2 separate regions of the Mus musculus genome follow, and region 1 is linked to region 2. A link is a contact called in public Hi-C data. All regions are on one chromosome and are shown on one strand. Each heading gives the region's core, a stretch centred on a gene start, on an enhancer-like site or on the middle of the called end of the contact. The rest is flanking DNA. Distances are from core to core; before and after follow the strand shown.

Region 1 (5,420 bases), core at 2,738-5,237, 45 kb after region 2:
CCTCCCCGACCCTCTCCCCAACTCAGTCCCCTCCTTCTATCCACCCCACTCCATGTCTAATCTATTTCCCCTTCTCAGTGAGATTCAAGAATCCTCCCTTGGGCCCTCCTTGTTATTTGGTTTCTTTGAGTCTATGGATTGTAGCATGGTTATTCTGTACTTTATGACTAATATCCACTTACAAGTGAGTATATACCATGTTTTTCTTTTGGGTTCTGGGTTCCCTCACTCAGGATGATCTTTTCTAGTTCCATTCATTTGCCTGAAAATGGTTGAATAATACTCCATTTTGTAAATGTAAAGCCCTCTGCACATATGAACAGTAGTGCAGCTGGGTCTTCATGTAGGAATCCAGAAGCCAGAGCGAGCCCTGTCTTTGACTTCATTGCCTGCCTTTGGATCTCTTTTCCCTAACTGGGCTGCCATGTCTAGGCAATAAAAATATGTGCCTAATCTTACTGCAACTTGATATGCCAAGGCTGGTTGATATCAATGGGAGGCCTCCCCTTTTCTAAGGAGAATGGAAGAAAGGGAGAAGAGATGGTTTTCTAAGGAGAATGGAAGAAAAGAAGAAAAGATGGGTTGAAGGGAGTGGGAGGGACTGGGAGGAGAAGAGGGAGGGGAAGCTGCAATTGGAGTGTAAATAAATAATAAGAATAAAATAAAACACATTGAAGCAGTTAAGAGCATGTACTACTGTTGTAAAGAACCTGAGTTGAATTCCCATCATCTATATCAAGTGGTCCATAAGCACCTACAACTCCATCCCCAGGAGGATCCAATGCCTGTAGCATTCACAGGCATCTGTACTTGTGTGCACTGTACATACCTGCACTCTCACCTATATTCACACAGGCACGCACACACACACCCCTCAACTCACTCATTCACAAACACATAATTTAAAAATAATAAACATTTTTAAATGTTTAAAACCACGTTGCTCTGATATGATTTCTCCAGACAACTATACCATAAGGATTCCAACCAAAGGACATCAAAACTGATGGACTGAGAGCTCTTCTGAAATTCTTATCCTACTTCATAAGACCATCCTACAAAACAAACAAAACAAAACTGTATCAGTTAGCTGTTGCTGTGTAACAAGCGACTATGAGTTTGGTAACTTAAAAACCACAAGAGCATATTCTTCATGATTCTCTTAATCTCCACTGGGCTGTCTCAACTCGCCTTGAGGGGACCTGGATCTCCAGGTGAGGATTGCCATTCGGCAAACTGATTAACGTGGAATATAATGGCCCTTTCCCTACATGTCTTCAGTTTCAGCAGCTTAGTTCTAGCTTCTTGGCATACTCCAAAGAGCAACTAAAACAGACAATACTAAAGCACAAGTTCTTTGAGGTCTCTGCATCCTGTTGTGCCTAAGCAGCATGGCAAAGCTCACAATCAGCAGTGTGGTCAAGCTCAAAGGTTACACACAGAGTGTGCCTGCTCAAGGCAGGGTTATTTAGAAAGGAAGAATTTGTAGATATCTTTAAAACCATTCTACCATAGATGCAAACCACTATAGTTTACCCAAACTTACAGTGAAGCAAGGTCGGGCAGGGATACAGGCCCCACTCTGAATCCAGCACATCTTCAATACCATGAACTCCTTTCTAAAATTCCAAGGTTAGGGTACCATTCATCTTAAGTACCATTTATAAGAACTTAGAATAGAGAGATTTCCAGAAGTAAAAAGTATTGACCTTAAATGTTGAGAAGACTCTACCATTTTACTTGGTACAGTAATTGGAGAGGACCAGACCAGCCTCAGGCTTAAGCTTCTGAGCAAACATTCTATGTGATGGGGCTTACCTTATGGGATTTCCCTTCCAAACGCAGAATCCCAGCTTTGGCCTACATCTGTCTACCCTTCATTCTATATGGGAGATACTGATTTGCTGCCTGAGCCTTCTTGATCTACTGAACCCCTTCTCCTGATCAAAGCAAGATTTAGATAGTTGGTACCTGCTGTCCTGGTTTACTTTACTCTTTCAGTGATAAACACTGAGTCCAAAGGCAATGTGGTAAGGAAAGGGTTTCTTACATCTTACACTTCATAGTCCCTCATTTAGGGAAGCCTGGACAGGAATTCAGTGCGGGAGTCAAGAGGCAGGAATGGAATCAAAGACCTTGGAGAAGTGTTGCTTAATGTCTTACTTCCCGTGGCTTGCCCAGGAACCTTTCTTACACATCCCAGACCCACCTGCCCAGGGATAGTACCATATGTTTAACCATTCTACATAAATTAACAGTCAAGAAAGTGCCTAGACTGAGATTCCCACAAGTCAACCTTAGAGGCAATTCCTCAATTGCGATTCTTCTTCCCAGGTGATTATGGTTTGTGTCAAGCACTATGGAGAACACGGCACACTAGTGAATGCCTCTTTGGGCTGGGTCCTGGAAAACAAGTCTATATCAGTGGTTCTGAACCTGTGAGTCAAGACCCCTTAGGGATTGACTAAGCCCATTAAAAAAATTACTGATATTTACCTCATGTAACAAACAGTAGCAAAATTACAGTTATGAAGTAGCAATACAAATATTTTATGGTTGGGGGTCACTACAACAGGAGACACTGTATTAAATGACCACAGCATTAGGAAGCTTGAGAACCACTGGTCTAGATAGATTATCACTGTTTTCGTTCTTCCTTTTTAAATATTTGTTGAGAATTTCATATATAAATACTGTATTCCCATGTGTCCCTCTCCTCTCCAAACTCCTACAGTGTCCTCTCAATTTCATGATCTCTTCTTCTTTGTCATTGTTGGCATGCAGAGAGAGAGGGAGGAGGGAGAGAGAAAAAAGGGAGAGGGGAAGAGAGGGAAGAAAGGAGGGAGGGAGGGAGAGAGATAGAGAACCTATTGAGTCCATTTAATGCTATTCATGTGCGTATGTGTTTGAGATTGACAGCTGGATAACCGGTCAGCAAGCCCATCCCTAAAGAAGACTGATTCTCCTTCTGTCAGCAGCCATTGATTGCCTATAGCTCCTTGCCTAGGGGTGCAGCTTGTGGGATTTCTCCTCTCTGTGTGGGCATGCCAAGTGGTGGTGTCGTGATGCATGTCTTGTTTGGGCAACCATATTGTTGAGAGGTTATGAGTGCAGATTCCCCGTCACATCCAGACACGATCTAGCAGCAAGCATTCTGGTCCTCTGGCTCTTACAATCTTTCCACCCCTTAAGTGGTTATGGCCAAAATGCACAAAGTCACTCTGTCTTCTTCCCTAGCAATAGAGAAAGCACCATTTGAAACATCAATCATCCATACTCTGTAACATTTACTCAGATTGCAACTTTCAGGAGATGCCCAGCTCCAGAGTGACCAAAGGACAGTGACTGACGCCCCCTGGTGGCCAGCCCAGGCCTATCCATTATACACCTTGGCAAATGAGATCTGGCCTCAAATTTGAGTAACCAAGGACTCAGCCTCATGAGAGCTAGCTTTATTATCTGTCCTTTCTATGTTTGTCTACATAAGCCTAAGGAGAACTCTAGAAAATACAAAATGTTTTACCTTATATTTTCATTGATGTTTTATATCATGAGTAAAGATTCTTTATGTTAAAAACTGGCTTTCCAGCCTTGTCATTATGTCCTATATGTTATCTTAGAGTTGAAAGGGTGATTTCAGTTCATTTTTTAACTAACAGAACATAAAAGAAGTGGGTCCTGGAAAAATTACCCCTCTGTTTTCGGTGCCAGCAGTGGGGAAAACACAACTTGAAATGCCACTAATAATCTACACAGTTTTAAGATCAAAGCAACACAGAAGTATTAGAGATAAGTCAGCAACATGCTGACTACCAGCTGGCCCCGAAGCATTAGGAAAGATGCACAGAGATGGACAGCCCCTCCCCCAGGAGCCAGCTCCTGCCCTGTTGCAGAAAATTGACTATCCTTCCTCTCTTCTAAAGCATCGCCTGAGATCATAAGTGAGGTCACTCCCATGCCCTAAAGTAAACATCCTCCTGATACATTTCTGCCACCACAACCAGAGATTCCCCAGCTATTAGTCAGACTTTGAACAGAGAGTTCTGCTGGTTCCCAGCCAGGACCGTGACACTCCTGCCTTCTTGAAACATGATGTGACTGTGTCACCAACTCCCAGGGTTGTCTTCTGGAGCCCCTAACAAAGACTGAAGCATGTGTCTGGCCATCTCTTCTCTGCCAGGACAGTCCCTAAAGAGTAGTTGCTTTTTTCCCACTTGGTTTAAAATAGGGGCATCTATAAAATAATTATTCACTTTGTTCCTGCTGTTTGCATCGCATGCAGGTACAAGAACAGGTTCTAAGTAAACCTTAGGACCCAAGCATCCACATTGGATGGTGTCTCCCCAGTGGGTCTTAATTGCCTCTTCTCAGTACCCACTGCTACCACTCCTAGGGTACCCCTCTCCATTCTGTCTTCCTGAGCATCAAGAACAAGTGTGCCCCTGGAGTAAGAGATGCTGAGATTTGCAGCTTATTTTATTTATTCTCTAGCTTTTCTCTCCCCAGGAGTATTTGGTCTTCAATCATGTGTGAAAATAATCAATGTGTCCTTTATCCTTTTATCTCTCCCCAAATGGAGAACTTTGGCTCTTCCCTTTGAAACCCCACCAGTGGCATTCTCGAATTTATTTTTAGATCTGTAGAAGTTTTCCAGACAAAATCGATGCCCAGCACAGATAAAAAAAAAAAAAAAAAAAAAAAAAAAAAAAAAAGTATGATTATTCCGGGTACAAGGAACAGAGTGTTTTAATATGGAAGAAGTGTAGCCATATGTCTGGGTGCAGTATGGCTTCCTTTAATCTGGAAAAGGGAAACAAGCATTGTTGATAATAATATGCAGATGTCCAGCTGCAAATGAGGACATATTGCTAATTAGCTATATTGTTAGTGTGTTTTCAGGAGAGAGACTACAGTGACGTTAATTACAATCTCTGTTGTTTGTTGTTCAAAGCCTGTGAGACCAAATGCGTTGCTAATAATATCTTCTTTAATATCTTCAATAGAAGATGCTCAGATTCTTTCTTTAGGATCCCACATTAAAGCCACATTAGGAGTAATGAGGCCTAGAGCCTGAGCCTAATTAAAACAAAATCTAACAAGACATAGCAATCATTATCATTAGCTAGTACTTACTTGTGCCCCCTTAGCAGTTGGAATTGGGGGTTGGGACTCAGACATTGTCAATACAGCCTTTTTTTGCCCCCAGAAATTTACCATGTAGTCTGACTCCTGAGAAGTATTAATCTGGGAATAGTATTCACAGCCTTAAAAATAAAATAAAATAAAGCACTAAACCTTTCTAGCTGACCGGTTTGTTACTAGTGTGATCCTCTCCTGGAGGCTTGGGAAGGGGCCAGAGCAGCCGTGGTTTTCACACAACAGCCATTGGCTGATATTTGCAGAATAGAGAGGGTGCTATT
Region 2 (4,955 bases), core at 29-2,528:
CTTCTGTCCGTTTCTAGTGATTGTAGAAAGAGGTAGGAAAAGAGAGAAAAGTGGCGTGCCGGTAAGAAAGTTTTATTTGTTTGTTTGATTTCATTCACCTAAGGAGATTTGTGCAACGGTCCTGGGTTGCGGATGAGAAATGGCAATGTGTGACAAGGGTTGTGGGAACGTGTGCTCACGCTTGACTAGGGCTGGGCTCACCGAGAGGGAAGGGCTGAGCTGGCTCAGGGGAGGAAGGAGGCGGAGGGAACACAGTATAAAAGTCTCCAGCCTAACAGAGTGCCCGTCACTCGAGCCACTTGGGGAAGGCAGGAGCCAGAGCCACGCTGGACCCAGTTCTCTCTAGCCTCGTTGGCAAGGATCCCGCGCTCTCCAGATATATCACCCAGCCGTTCTGCTCGCCAGCCGCACCACTTGCAAGGCATGAGTCGCTCCCGGGAGCCCGAGGCTGGAGCGCGGTCATGAGGCGGTGGCGCTGTTGCAGCGGCTGCGTTTCGGCAGCCCCCAAGTCCCCTCCAGGCGCAGCACCCCCAGGATGAGCCCCCAGACTCGAGTCTACCAAGCTGAGAGTCACCCAGCATCCCACTGACGTCCGAGCGCCTTCGCAGCGCACACCGTGTTCTTCGCAGCCTCCCACGCGACACCTGCGCACTTAAGTAGACGCGCGCGGATTGAATCCAACTCACCCGCCTTTCCGACGCTCCAGGGCGCTGTAGGCGCACGGTCTGCTGCACCCAGTGATCAGCCAGCCCAGAGCCCCGCAGCTAGTGTCAAGACCCTTCCGGACCGACAGACACCGTGTCACCCCACCCCCTACCCCCCAAACTCGCTGCTCAAGGTCAGGGTGCGTGGTGGGGTCGCAGACACCTGGTTTGTCTGGCCCCTCCGTTCTCCACTCCTATAACTCCAGCTCTACTTTGCCCATAAACTTTTCTCAGGTGGCCTGGGCGACCCCCACTCGCCCGCAGCCCCAAGCACTAGAGCGAGCAGAGGGCTAGTTCCTTTGCCACAGCGACCTCGGCAGCAAGCACTTAGCACAGCCGAGAAGGCGGACGCAGGCGCCGGCGGGGCGCCCCCAGTTATCCTCAAACGGTGACAACCTCGGTGACCCGGAGCCAGCCCATCCGGGGACTGAGCGAGCGGGGCGACGAAGCTAGAGGTCCCAAGGAACTTGGAGTGAGGAAGGTGGTGGCCCCGAGGGTGAGTGGCTCCCGGCAGCGGGGGCGGGGGAGCCGAGAGTGGAGGTAACTCCGGGCGGCCTCTGAAGCCCTCCTCCTCCTTCTCCTCCTCCGCCTCTAACCCCGCGCTCCTCTGGCGGCCGCTCCCGCTCCAGCTGCGGCACCGCGGCCACATCTGGGGAGCCCATGTGCGCTCGGGGGCTCGGCTGCGCCCGCCCCGCCGCCGCCCCCGCAGTTCCCTGCCCGAAGGGTGGACCCTGGCCGGGCCTGGGTCGCGGACAGCCCCGGGTCCCCATCGCCGCCGCCGGACAGCTCCTGGGATTGCTCCGCCACCGGCTTGGACGTCCCCGGCCCCGCGGTGGCTCCGCTGTGGTGTGGCGGCGGCGTTGGCGGCTGCTCCTGTTCCCCGGGCCCCGTGCGCTCGGCCGAGCCCAGAGCCAGCCCTGCCGGCCCGGGGAGCGGGGCCCCGGTGGGGGCCGAGGCGGGAGCCGCTCAGTCGAGCTCGGGGGCTCCGACTCCTCCTCCCCCGGCGGCGGCGCCGCCGCCGCCGCCGCCAGTCGCGCGGGGTCCTAAAGCCGCGCGACTCAAGAGGATGGTGCGCCTGGCTGCGGAACTGCTCCTGCTGCTGGGGCTACTGCTGCTCACGCTGCACATCACGGTTCTGCGCGGATCCGGAGCCTCCGACCGGCAGGACGCGGCCGCCGGCAACGTCAGCGGGTCCCAGTTGCAGGTGAGTGCGCCGCCGGAGGGGGCGTGCGTGGTTGAACGAAGCTGGGTGGCCCGCAAGGTACTAAGCAAGAGAGCTTGGTACATTGCAGAAGGCGGGTCCTCCGTTCCACCAAGGAGCACTTTTGCCTAGGCAACCGGGTTTAAGCAGAAAAGTTTGGACTAGGGGATCGGGCGGAAGGTGGGTGGGTGGAAGGGTTATGTGTAGAGGCCAGGCCTGCTTCAAAGTTTACCTAGAGAAAGCCTCAGATCTGTCACAGGTTTGGCACCAGGAAGAAGTCTTAGGCTTGGGAGGCATAAGCTGGCTGGAGGATGCTTTTGATGCTGAGTACTGCCAGAGACTTAGAAGTTTGTCTTGAGGCAAGAGAGACTGAGGTGAGGCGACATAAAGAGGCCTTATAAGATAAATCTCCAAGCTATATTTAGGAGAAAGTATTCTGTTGGGTGTGCAAGCAGTGTCAGAGGTCAAGACATTATTTCTGGAGACTAGCCAGACACCCCACCTTTGCCTGAGTGATTCCTTCACCTCTTATGCCCCTATGTACCAGGCAAAGGGCCATAGTCAAGGCACCTGTAGGAATTTGGTCTGGAGTTACTTGGGACTTTTAAACTTCTTCCCGGTGAACATCTGCTTTGAAGGTTCTTTTAGTAACAGGATTCTGTTTCGGCTCCAGGGGGAGAGATGAGGCCAGGGGGCATATATTAGGTCTTGAGATGCCAAATGAATATTGCTGAGTAAAGGTTGCCCACATGGGCTTTTCTATTATGACTTTGGAAAGCCTGCCTCATGGTTTTAGAGGTAGAGCATGCATTAAACCAGAACTAGTAGAAGTGAGCTGGGATTTTCTTCAGGGAACAGCCAGGATTCTACACTCTCTAAAGAAACCAAGCCAGGCCCTACTAAAACTAGTCACTGTGCAATGTTGAGATTTTTACATCTTTGTGCCATTAAAAGACTAATAACCTGTTGCTGAAAAGAGCGTTTATTTAAACACGTCTACATCAGGTGTTTACCACGATACTGTTTTAAGAGTGTTGCAGGGGCTAACTCATTTAATCTCATCCTAACCCTCATTACAAGATTGTTAATCTCTCTGCCTTACAGATTGCGAAACTGAGGCACCGAGTGATTAAGAAACTTGTTAGAATTCACACATTCCCACCTGTTGGTTAATTATATCAAGCTTGCTGTCTGCCAGACTAAAGCAAGGTGACCCTTACAAATGCAAACCAGGCCTGCAAAAATGCAAACCTTAAGCTTAAAAGTTCTCAAACCCTTCTAAAAACAATCTGGGTTTGGAGGAGCCTCTCACATTACCCTTCGGGTAACCCTGAACAGCAACAGATATTTCCCCCATGCCAAACACTGAAGAAATAATCCTCACTATCATGAAGGCTTCTGGAAATTGTATTTTATATGTGATGCTTTCTTTCCTCGTGGACTCATGAAAACCTGTAAAAAAAAATGATGTTCTATGGAAAAGTAAATTTGGCAGATTTCTTTATGAGGTGCTTGCTATCATTAGAATAATCTCCGGTTGGCCTTTTCCACCCCAACAGTACTTTAATGAGAGAAGCAGCTGGTAGAACTGGATGGGATTCTCAGAGGGCTTTTGCTGAAGAACAGCCCCCCCCCCCACCTCCACCCCCGATCAAAAAAAAAAAAAAAGAAAGAAAGAAAGAAAAACAGAAGAAATGGGGGATTTGGAAACAGTTCTGCTCCCAGGAATATCTGGAGCCCTAAGTAGCTGCTAATCCAGTAGCTTCAGTTTATCTTGTTACAGTGTTCAATTATGGTGAGCATCCAAAGCCTTCACTTAACTAAGCCTACTGATGACTTTAACAGTTTAGCTTGTAATTTTATTCTTTTTTTTTTTTGTAATTTCTTCTTATAAAAGTTTTATATTCTTCCTGACCAAAGTTATTTCTTGGGCTCAAGGCAGTATAATTCAAATGGACATAGCCAGTTAAACCTGCAAAAGACATTTATCTGCTGTCTACCGGATAGGAAAGAATGCATTTGCTAGCAGCAGGTGTACTTGAAGACAAAACTGTGATGTCAAAATTCTTTCTGTTTTCTGGACACTTTGAGCTCAAGCTTAAATTCCCATCTAAATTGTTTGATTCTGTAATGTCTATACTACCAAAATCCTTCTTAGATGTCAGAAATTCAGAGCATCCCTTCCATTATAAAGCAGGCACTGGTGAGTTTGGCTCAGCTACACTGTATTTAGAATTATTTAAAAAGAGATACACCTTTATTTAAGATTGGACATCCAACAAAAGTACTCAAAATAGCAACAACAAGAGCTAAAGATTTGAGTGCCTTTTGAATGACAAGCAATGCCCTACCACTGTACACATACTAATTTCTCTAAGCTAAAAAAAAAAAGAATAAGAAGAAGAACCCCAATAAAGAACCCCACGAATTAGGTACTGTTATCATCCCACTTTTAAGTGGGGAAACTGAGTTAGGTAGCTCACTCTATAACTGAAGAGCTAGAAGCTCCTTAATTTGTATTTCTTATTTTATAGTATAAAAATGTATGCCTTATATTTTGTGTATTGTATATCAAATGATATATCCATATTCCAAGTTCTTGGTAAACTCCATAATACTGGCTACAAAAGAGGGGCAACTTTTAAATGTTGCATTTTCTGACACACATGTATAGTTTTACTGTACCGGCTACCAATGCATACATGTTTATATAGCATCTGTGCTTATATCTATACAGAAACATATTTAGAATCCTTAACAAGATTTCTTTGGCAGTGCCAGGGAGTTCTAAGAAATTGGTTTTTTGTTGTGTTTTCCTTTGTGACTTCCGTCGCTGCAGATATGCTACTATGAAGTAGCAATAAATGTTTTGAGAACATAATCTTTCTGTTGGTTTGTGGGTCAGAAAATATCCAGTAAGACATTTTTGATTGTCAGCACTCACTGTATAAAAATTCATAGAACTGTCAAGTTTGTTGACTTGTGAATGACTTTTTTTTTCTGACATAACTTTATCTTGTGAAATACTCTGGTTAGTCTTTTCACTTGTC

Evidence for each region. Hi-C and Micro-C count contacts between places; a contact is called where the count stands out from the background.
Region 1: a contact with region 2 is called in a Hi-C map of beige adipocytes, with 2.6 times the contacts expected there. The contact joins the enhancer-like site here to the promoter of Ism1 in region 2. A contact is called at or near these places in 3 of 39 promoter capture datasets (cranial neural crest, embryonic stem cells and stem cell-derived epiblast-like cells), 8 of 484 Hi-C or Micro-C datasets (8-cell embryo, the HL-1 cell line, beige adipocytes and 4 more), 4 of 115 datasets of contacts at active chromatin or transcription factors (CD8 T cells, embryonic stem cells and neural progenitor cells) and 3 of 9 other capture datasets (adipose tissue, liver and pancreatic islet).

What each region holds. Positions count from the first base shown.
Region 1 is chr2:139,719,549-139,724,968 of GRCm38.p6, forward strand. The region is part of intron 1 of Ism1 (isthmin 1, angiogenesis inhibitor); the gene reads left to right. Among named protein-coding and RNA genes, the nearest start is that of Ism1, 44 kb to the left of the region's middle. Within about 2 kb of position 3,988, at least 35 of the 459 cell types and tissues checked have an H3K27ac peak or open chromatin away from gene starts, as enhancers often do. A contact at or near this core is called in the HL-1 cell line and beige adipocytes, where this site is marked.
Region 2 is chr2:139,676,900-139,681,854 of GRCm38.p6, forward strand. It overlaps Ism1 (isthmin 1, angiogenesis inhibitor), which reads left to right and starts at 1,279. Exons shown (of 6, transcript NM_001276489.1): 1 at 1,279-1,908. The coding sequence starts at 1,771.